2 separate regions of the Hordeum vulgare genome follow, and region 2 is linked to region 1. The links are chromatin contacts, called in public Hi-C maps. All regions are on one chromosome and are shown on one strand. Each heading gives the region's core, a stretch centred on a gene start, on an enhancer-like site or on the middle of the called end of the contact. The rest is flanking DNA. Distances are from core to core; before and after follow the strand shown. Region 1 has its middle 20 kb from the start of LOC123423078. Region 2 holds the start of LOC123437326 (tobamovirus multiplication protein 3-like).

Evidence for each region. Hi-C and Micro-C count contacts between places; a contact is called where the count stands out from the background.
Region 2: a Hi-C map of seedling shows a contact between it and region 1, with 4 times the contacts expected there. The contact joins the promoter of LOC123437326 here to the enhancer-like site in region 1. A contact is called at or near these places in 2 of 6 Hi-C or Micro-C datasets (leaf and seedling).

The regions. Positions count from the first base shown.
Region 1 is chr1H:363,059,784-363,064,011 of MorexV3_pseudomolecules_assembly, forward strand. No RefSeq gene overlaps it. Among protein-coding and RNA genes, the nearest start is that of LOC123423078, 20 kb to the right of the region's middle. Within about 2 kb of position 1,563, at least 2 of the 3 cell types and tissues checked have open chromatin away from gene starts, as enhancers often do. A contact at or near this core is called in seedling, where this site is marked.
Region 2 is chr1H:363,704,143-363,708,967 of MorexV3_pseudomolecules_assembly, forward strand. LOC123437326 (tobamovirus multiplication protein 3-like) reads left to right here and starts at 2,001. Exons shown (of 11, transcript XM_045115701.1): 1 at 2,001-2,408; 2 at 2,626-2,716; 3 at 2,809-2,861; 4 at 2,938-3,030; 5 at 3,115-3,186; 6 at 4,503-4,575; 7 at 4,782-4,825. The coding sequence starts at 2,238.

The sequences.
Region 1 (4,228 bases), core at 313-2,812:
AGCTAAGAGTTTTTGACAATTTGAACGTGTCCCCCCCCCCCCCCCCCCCCAAAGCGGATACTATTTAAATGCAATCATTTTCATATTTGTGAATATATTTTTTTAAAAACTCGAGCATTTTGATAAAATGGGAATATCAAACATTTTTTAATTGGTGAACAATTTTTGAAAAACGGGATTTTTTCTTAAAATGCAAATATTTTTTGAAAACCTGGACAAATTAAAAAACATCCTTTGCATGTGTGAACAGTTTTGGGAAATAGGAATATGTTTTGAAACATAGAATAAAATTAGACAACGTGAACATTTTTTTTGTAATACAATATCATTTTTTTAATTTTGAACTTTTTTGAAAAAATACGAACAATTTTTGAAACATGAGAATATTTTGAAAAATGAAAACAAATTTTGAATCCCAAAGAAAATTTGAAATTCTGTACATTGATTAAAAAACTATTTTTTCTTCAAAATTCCGAACATGTTCTAAAAAACTAATATCTTTTTCTAAAATATGAATAAAATATAAAAACGTGATTTTTAAAATTTGAACAAATTTTGAATTTATGAAAAGGTAAGCAAAAGAAATAGATAAAAAGAATCAAAAAGGAAACCAAAACATATATACGGAAAAACAAAAAACAAGTAAGAGAAACCGAGTAGATAAAAACGTTTTATAAACCTATTAGAAGATTACCAAAACCTGTAGAAAGCTATAAAAAAACTATGCTGCACACTTTGTTGGAGGCCTTCGGTCGACAATTTGTGCCAGGGCTATATCTCGCCAGTACCTATTCCTATTGGGAATTGCCTATGGCAACCGGGACAAGACCATCAACGCATTCACTCGCTAGTACACCGTTGTAGTTTGCTCGCTCAGTTTAGTTTTTATTTCAGTTCCTTTTATTTTCTGTTTTTTTTTCATCGATTTTTTCCCACATATTACTTGGTTTTCATCGATTTCCTCTGCTATCCTTTGTTTACCTTGGTTTTTTATTTCTACATCATATTTGGTTTTCTCTGTATTTCTCGTTTTTTAATCAGTTTTCTTCATATTAGTTTTTTAACACAAGGCCATGATTTAGAATAACCTTTTCTAAATTTACAAAAAAAAGTGAATTGAAAAAACAAGGAATTCAAAAGAGTAAAAAAATGTTGGCAAATATTTTTTGAGAAATTATGAACAATTTTTGGAGAATATAAAAACATTTCTAAATCGATGTAAATTATTTGAAATTGCCATTATTTTTAACTTCATGATTTTTGTAGAAACAAATTTTTTTTTGGAAATATAAACTGTTTTTTTCTGATTTTGTTTTTTACTTATGAATTAAATTAAACTGGAAAATAAAATAAAAAATAAAAAATTACAAACAAAGAAATGATGAAACAAATGGGTCAATAACCTTTTAGAAGGTTTCTAAAACTGGTCTGCAACTTTACAGAAGGTTTCTAAAACCAGTCATAATGGTTGACTCGCTCGTTTTCCTGATCAGTCGGGCTATCTTTTACGTTACTGAGCGATCGGAAGCTTAATTGTCGCAACGGGCGATAGATAGCGTTTATGCTCTCTAACTGGATCTTCCACACTATGGCGTTCCTCTACGCAAGAGAACCCTCTGTGGTTAACGCCATGGCTTTAAGCTCAAGTTGTGCCTCTACTAAAACCTTTCACGCTAACAGACACATTTCACGTAGGACAAGAAAAAGTTTCTAAAAGAGTAGGGAAAGAAAAAAGATAAATTTTTTTGCGGGAAAAACATGTATATCCTTCCCTCACAAAAGAACGCATGTATTGTATTCCAGGACCGGTCCTGTCATATCAAGGGCCTGTGCAAGACCAAAGAGAGGGCCCCATGCACATAAAATATGTATTGAAATAGTTAATCATGCATTTTTTATTACAAAGTTAATATATATAATACTTTGTTGATTACAGATTATGACACATCCTCGATCCCATCACTGCAAAAGATGAAATGCAAATCACATAAGAAAACTTCTTCTAGTATTTTGAGAAGCTTTTTTGCATCATACAAACTTTTTTGCATCACTTCGTCTTTGCATCGTCATCATAGTTAGATAGTTCAAACAAAGCTGGTCTTAATTGAGGAGCTTGATACCTAATATATATCCTTAACACTTTTAATTCATCAGTTTTTTTTTCTTTTTCATTTATCACCCCCGAATATATTTCTAGATGACGTCTTAGCAAACAAATAGTACACTTGTCAAAAGCTAAGGCAAAAGAATTGGATTGAAAGCACCTACAAACTGAAGTGTGAAGACCCGAAGAATGGTGGTAGTAGGACCTGCTTGTTGCCGAATGGACTACTCGTCTACTCCGATCCCCACGCGAACGAAATCCCCTTCACAACTTCGTGGGTAGTTTGGGCGCGACATAGACAGTGGATCAAGCATGAGGGAAAAAACAAAACATGAGTCAATCAAAGGAAGTTGTATGGGTATATAAAGGGGATTTCTATTAACCGTTGTAAATAAAGTAGGAATTCGTTGGGAATCCACCTAATAAGGCGTCGTCGTCCTTTAATTGATCCAAGCGGTTGGAAATTACATGGGAGATTGGATCGGGTCGCCACTAACGGGAGCTTAAGAGCATGTTTGGGACTGCTCTGCTCCTTAAAATTCAGCTCTACTCCAGAAAACACAAGCCAAACGGGGTAGCTCCACAATATGCCGCTCCGCAAAAAAACTAGAATGTGGAGTACAACTTCAAAGTTTTAATGAAGCTCTTGACATGGTGCTTCAAAAAACTCTAGAAGCTGGAGTTGGGGGAAAATTACCCACCACTGCCACCAGTAAGTGGATGCCCCTTCACTTATGCCTCCTCAACCAATCAAATAGATTCTTTTTATCAAATTTTCTATTCTTGAAGCTGGAGCTAAATGGAAGCCAAACATTTTGTTGATAGTGTTATAACTTTCGTATGAAACTGCTCCGAAGTGAATTTTATAAAGTGAAACTGATTTTGGTGAAGTAGAGCAGTCCCAAACAAGCCCTAAAATTGGGAAAAATGAAAGAGGTGTAGAGAATAACGAAGCAGCGTGCCGCCGTAGGTGTCAGTTGAGGCGTTGAGATGTTGGCTCCTGCCCTCGATTGGATATGCGCACGACGCCCGTACATCTCACGATTGGGCCTTTGATAATGGGTTAATTAGTAATTCTAGTTTTTTAGGAAATTACTAATTCTACTAGTTAATCACTCATACACAAACGTACCCGCTAAGGGGCCCCTGATCCTTGGGGGCCAGTGCAGCCTCACTTGTGGCACATGCACAGGGCCAGCCCTGTGCACGAGTAGAAAAGATGGCTTTGGTCCAGGTCCTAAAATCCTATTAGTCCCGGTTCACATACGAACCGGGACCTATGGTGACATTGGTCCCGAATCGTGAGGCCAGGGCGCCGGCCTGGCATCGTGGGCCATTGGTCCCGGTTCGTCTCACCCCTTTTGTCTCGGTTCCAGTCAAAAATTGGGACTAGTAGGCTGGCAATCGTTCGTATTCCCTTTAGTACCGGTTTGTGGATCAAACCGGGACTAAGGTGTGGTGGCGGGCGTTTGTACAACCGTTCGTATCCTCCTTTAGTCCCGGTTGGTGGATCAAACCGGGGTGGCGGCCCTTCGAATCACCCCTTTAGTGTCGGTTTGTCGTCCAACCCGGGACTAAAGGTCCAAATGTTTCGCCCTCCCGCGTCGTTTCGAGTGATGAAAATTACAACCGAAGCAAAGTCTATCGCCATTCTCTGTTCTTCTCCTCTAGCGATCTCCTCTGTTCTTCTTCTTCCTCTCTTCTTCCCCTCTCTTTTTCCATTCTTCTTCCACCATGACATATGAAACCAGAATGGTGCACGCACATGGGACGACCCAACTCAGGGTCGGGTACACAAACGAGAGCTCGACGGTGCCAAATTTTCTTGGACGGTTCCAGGCGTGGGTTGACGCCGTGCTGGAGCGTGAGGTGTTCTTGGGGCTTGATCTGGAGACATGGCCGACCAACAAGATGTTGTGGTCATCCAGATGTGTTTCAAACAGCATGTCTTGATCTTCCAATGGGCGAGGTAAGTTTTGAGGCTTTCTTTGATCCAAGGTTATAAAAATTGCATGTATTGATCTTCTCTAGGTTCCATTTGATAGCAATACGGAGTTTCTATATACGTTCCATTGGATAGTTAATTCAGGGTTTCTTAATCAATTCATAGGATATGAAAATTGC
Region 2 (4,825 bases), core at 751-3,250, 640 kb after region 1:
CTTGTATAGGACGTTGCACAAGTTAATTGGGCGAAATTGTGAAAGTAACTCCGGTGAGTTAACTTTTGGGAACATAACAATGACCGTGTCATTGAAAGAATCCGGTGCTGCCTCTCCACACAGAAAATCACGCACAACACATCATACATCATCACGGATGAACGACCAGTGTCGTTGATAGAACAAAGCAGGCAGTCCATCCGGCCCAGGCGCCTTTGTCGGCCCCATTTGAAACAACGCCTTCTCTATCTCCTCATCTGAAATAGTTTTGGTAAGCTGACCATTCATCTCCTCTAACACAGCTGGAGCGATGTCGTTTAATAGTGTTTCTGCTTCAGATGAGCCCTCTGAGGCAAAAAGTTTCTCATAGTAGCCTGCTGCCATCTCTCGCATTTCCTCGTCGACCATGCACCTCGTGCCATCCTCTCTTAGGAGACCCCGGATAGTGTTTTTCCTCTTTCTGTGTGAGGCCTACTCTGAAAATACTTGGTGTTTAGGTCACCTGTTTTGAGCCAGTCCACCCTCGATCTTTGACGGTACATGATCTCTTCCCTCTCATAGATCTCCCTCAGTTGTTCTTCAATCCTTCTTGCTTCCATGGAGGTCCCAATAATGACAGCTTTCTCTTTCGTCGCCACAAGATCTTTCTTCAGATTAGCTATCTGACGCCTGATTGAGCCAAAAACCTCTCGAGCCCACCTTCTCATATTACCTGAAATATATCCGAGTCTACTGCATAGGGCCCGCACCCCTTGATTTCCCCTGTCCGACGCATCCCAGGCTTCCGCCACCATGTCGTCGTATTTCTCGTGTCTTGTCCAAGCCTCTTCAAAGAAGAAAGGTCTACTCCCCCTCGGGTGCAGGGTTGGAGCAGTCTCCAACGCCCTGATCACCAGAGTTTGATGGTCTGATTCCTCGGTCATGATATGTTCCACCACCGTTTCTGGAAACAACTGAGCAAAACCATCATTACAGGTAGCTCTGTCCAGACGTACCTGAACGTTGTCATCTGCCTCCCTCCTGTTGTCCCATGTGAAAGGATAGCCGGAGTAACCAAGGTCCACAAGGCCGCAGTCGGCCAGGCAGTTCCGGAAGTCCTCCATCTGGTGAAAACTCCTCCTGTTACCACCTTGTTGATCTGAATGGAAAAGAGCTTCATTGAAGTCCCCCGCACAGTTCCAGGGGAGGTCATCATGTGCGCGCAAATATCAGAGGGTATCCCATGATCGCTTCCGCAACTCTGTCCGCGGCTCCCCATAGAAACCAGTGAATCTACAGGTCTTGCCATCCCACTTCATTTCAGCATCGATGAAGTATTGACACCATGGTCTAACCGTCACTTGAATGTGATCTCTCCACCATAGAGCTAGCCCACCACTCCTACCCTGACAAGCCACCGCCACCCCACATCTGAAACCCATTCTCCACATCACCTTCTCCATGGCCGCATCATTCTTTTTAGTCTCACATAAAAACACCATCGCTGGGTTGTAAGACCTAATCAGGTCTCGAAGCTCGCCTACTGTCGAGTCCAACCCGAGTCCTCGACAATTTCAGGTTAAATAATTCATTGCGTTTAGTAGTAGTTGTATATATATAGATGGATAAAAGACAAGTGTTTCGTTGTCAGTATTTATTAGTATGTCGACAATACCATGTCCCTCTTCTTTCTCCCTACCTTACCTGACCCGGATGTTCTGACTCGCTCAGCGTAAGCACAGAACACGGGCAAAGCCAAAAGAAGATCGGAATTGTACAATCCATGCACTGTCCCACCGCGCCACCTCATTCAACCGGCGCGCCGTGCTGGACCAAAGCCCGCTTCTGATAGACGACCACTGCGCTAGGTCCATACACCGGCCGCCGCGTCCTGCCCCCTCGTCCGTGTGGTCCACCACGGACCAGCTCCAGGGACGGAGTCGCTCGCTGTCCACGTGTTCTGATCCGCCTACCCTGCATCGGCTCACCACCCGGTCACCCTGACCACCCGCGGAGCACGAAGCCGGAGGAGAGGCTCGCCTCGAACCTTCTTTCTCCTTTCACCTGGCCTCCACGCAACGCGAGCGAAACCGAAGCCCCCCCCAAATCCATTTCTTTCATTTCGGTTTCGAATCCCCTGGAGACGAGCTCGCGTCGCCTTCCTCCTCCTCCTCCGCCCGCCGCGTCGCCATCCGCCCCCCTTCGAATCTGCGGGCGTCGCCGCCTGGCCTCGTTGTCGCCACGGGAGGGCGCGCGGGATGGGGCGGTTGTTTGCGGTGGACGCCGCGGCGGCCTCGTCGGCCGTGGCCGCGGCGGCGATGACCGGCGCGGTGGACTGGTGGAAAGACGTGAACGACTCGCCGATGTGGCAGGACCGCATCTTCCACGCCCTCGCCGTGCTCTACGGCATCGTCTCCGTCGTCGCGCTTGTAAGTCGGCCCTCCCGCCTGACCCGAAACGCCTTCCGATCTGTCACGTCCTGGGCCGATTCTGTGATTGCGTGAGCCCGTGCCCTCGATTGCGCGGGTTGGCTTGATCCGTGCGTGCTTGGTTCCAAACTTGGGGATTCCGCAACGAATCGTGAGGCTGGGTCATGAATTGTTGCAAATTGAATTTAAATTCGTGGACCTCCAATATTTGTTGTAGGTCCAATTGATCAGAATCGAGTGTAGGGTGCCCGAGTACGGGTGGACGACGCAGAAGGTGTTCCATTTCCTTAACTTCGTTGTGAATGGCGGTGGGTAACACATTTGTCCTGTTTCATTGGTTCGCCTTGCTTGTGTTTAGTTGTTTCGTTTCGTCGCTTGATCCTTCTAGTTGTGTTTGCAGTGCGGTCCATCGTGTTTGTGCTGCGGCGAAACGTGCAGCTGATACAACCAGAGGTTTGTGCCTGATTTGATGAATATATTGGTGTTTCCATTGATTGGGGGTAATGGTTTAAGCAATGCGGCATCACAGATACTTCAACATGTGATTCTTGATATGCCTGGGCTTGCGTTCTTCACTACATACGCGCTTTTGGTGCTATTCTGGGCCGAGATTTACTATCAGGTGCTAGACCAGCTTGTGTTTCATAGTTTCTTGTGATGTTCCTCATTGTCGTTGCACCTGTTAATTTGTGAAGTTGTTTGCTAGGCCCGTGCGATGTCGACTGATGGACTTAGGCCAACTTTCTATTGGATCAATGGGGTGGTGTACGCAATTCAGGTAACTTAGTATACATGAAATTTCTCATTACACTAGTAACACAAATGACCTGACTCAGTTAGCTCATGTGTGAATCTTTGCACTGATGTCTGCCTGGAAATATAAATGATGCAAAGATTATGTTATGCTGGCATGTAGGGGTGAATATCTGGACATTGACTACATCTCAGTACCTGTGAGCCTGTGATGCTTCCAAATTGCTTTAGATGCCTAGGAGTGGGACCTATGTGGCTACGACCAATCAAATTAGCCTTGTACCTGTTTTGTTGCTATGACCATAAGTGATAGTTAATTAGTTATACATATTTAATATATTCCTTTTTTACGAGATTATATATTCTGTTCTGTTCCGGAAAGTGCATATGGTTGCAAGGCTCCAGGGAGCTCGTTATTTTTTACATCGAAAATACATTTTCTACATCTAAATAAAATCTGAAAAAAGTATACACATAAGCATATATGTGTAGTATATACGTACAGAATTTCATGAACATACATGTTTATATGTAATGTACACAAAAAGGACAAATACATAGATTAAAATGGGCCTTTTCTTTGTTGTATTTGGGCCAGTTTTTTGTCTTTTTGTGCAGCCTGCAAATAATCGTATTATTTAATGAAACTTTACAGATACATAGAGAACATGTATAGTTATAGAAAAAAAATCTGAAACTTCTAAATATATTTTGATTTTTTTCTTCAAAAAGGGCTCCCTGGAGCCTGTCCTATAGAACACCACATTAGTTTTGTTTGCCCTTGATTACCTATATACTTTCTAGAAATCAGGCAATGGTACGCAGTATCCTTTTTTCGAGAAAACGCAAAAGAATTTGCGTTTCATTGCATTGAACAGGAAGAAGACATCGGGGGTACAACCTCCAGAAAGGAGGGACACACACACACACACACACACACACACACACACACACACACACGACCGTCCTCACCAAGCGACTACGACTAGGTAAGGAGGTGCCCTCAGCTACAGACACACAACGACATTAGGCCTCACCCTGCCGCCATTGCAAGACACCTCTAGGGACAATTGCAGCTCCAGGACTGCCCAGTATCCTGAATATCAAGTACAAGCTATAATTGATTCTTTGATGTCTTGCTTGCACCAAGATGTCCAATGTGTCCTTTTGTTAGAGAACCGACATCGAAACAACCTTATTAACTAGTATGACTCAGTAAGGAATATGATCTTGCTCTATGTTGCATATATGACTGTTCGATTGACACATGCAAATTAGGAAGATTTTTTGCAGTATGCACACCCATGAGATGCTCTAATACGCATTGATTTCAAATTTCAGATAATTCTGTGGTTGGTTTTGTGGTGGAAACCAGTCCGAGTTATGGTCATATTGTCAAAGATGTTCTTTGCAGGTAAAGTACTTGCTTCATTTGCTCTCTCTCTCTCTCTCGGTGCGGGTGGGCGGTGGGCGCTTGTTTCAATTCAATGTAAATCACAGTGTCCATGGATGCATCTGTCTGTCTATGGATTAGAAACTATGAAGCACATTATTGGATAATCTACAGTGGGGTTTTGACGCCTTGATCTTTTCAGCTAATAATATGCTATAACTTTTCAGGCGTATCACTGTTTGCAGCTTTTGGATTCCTTCTGTATGGTGGA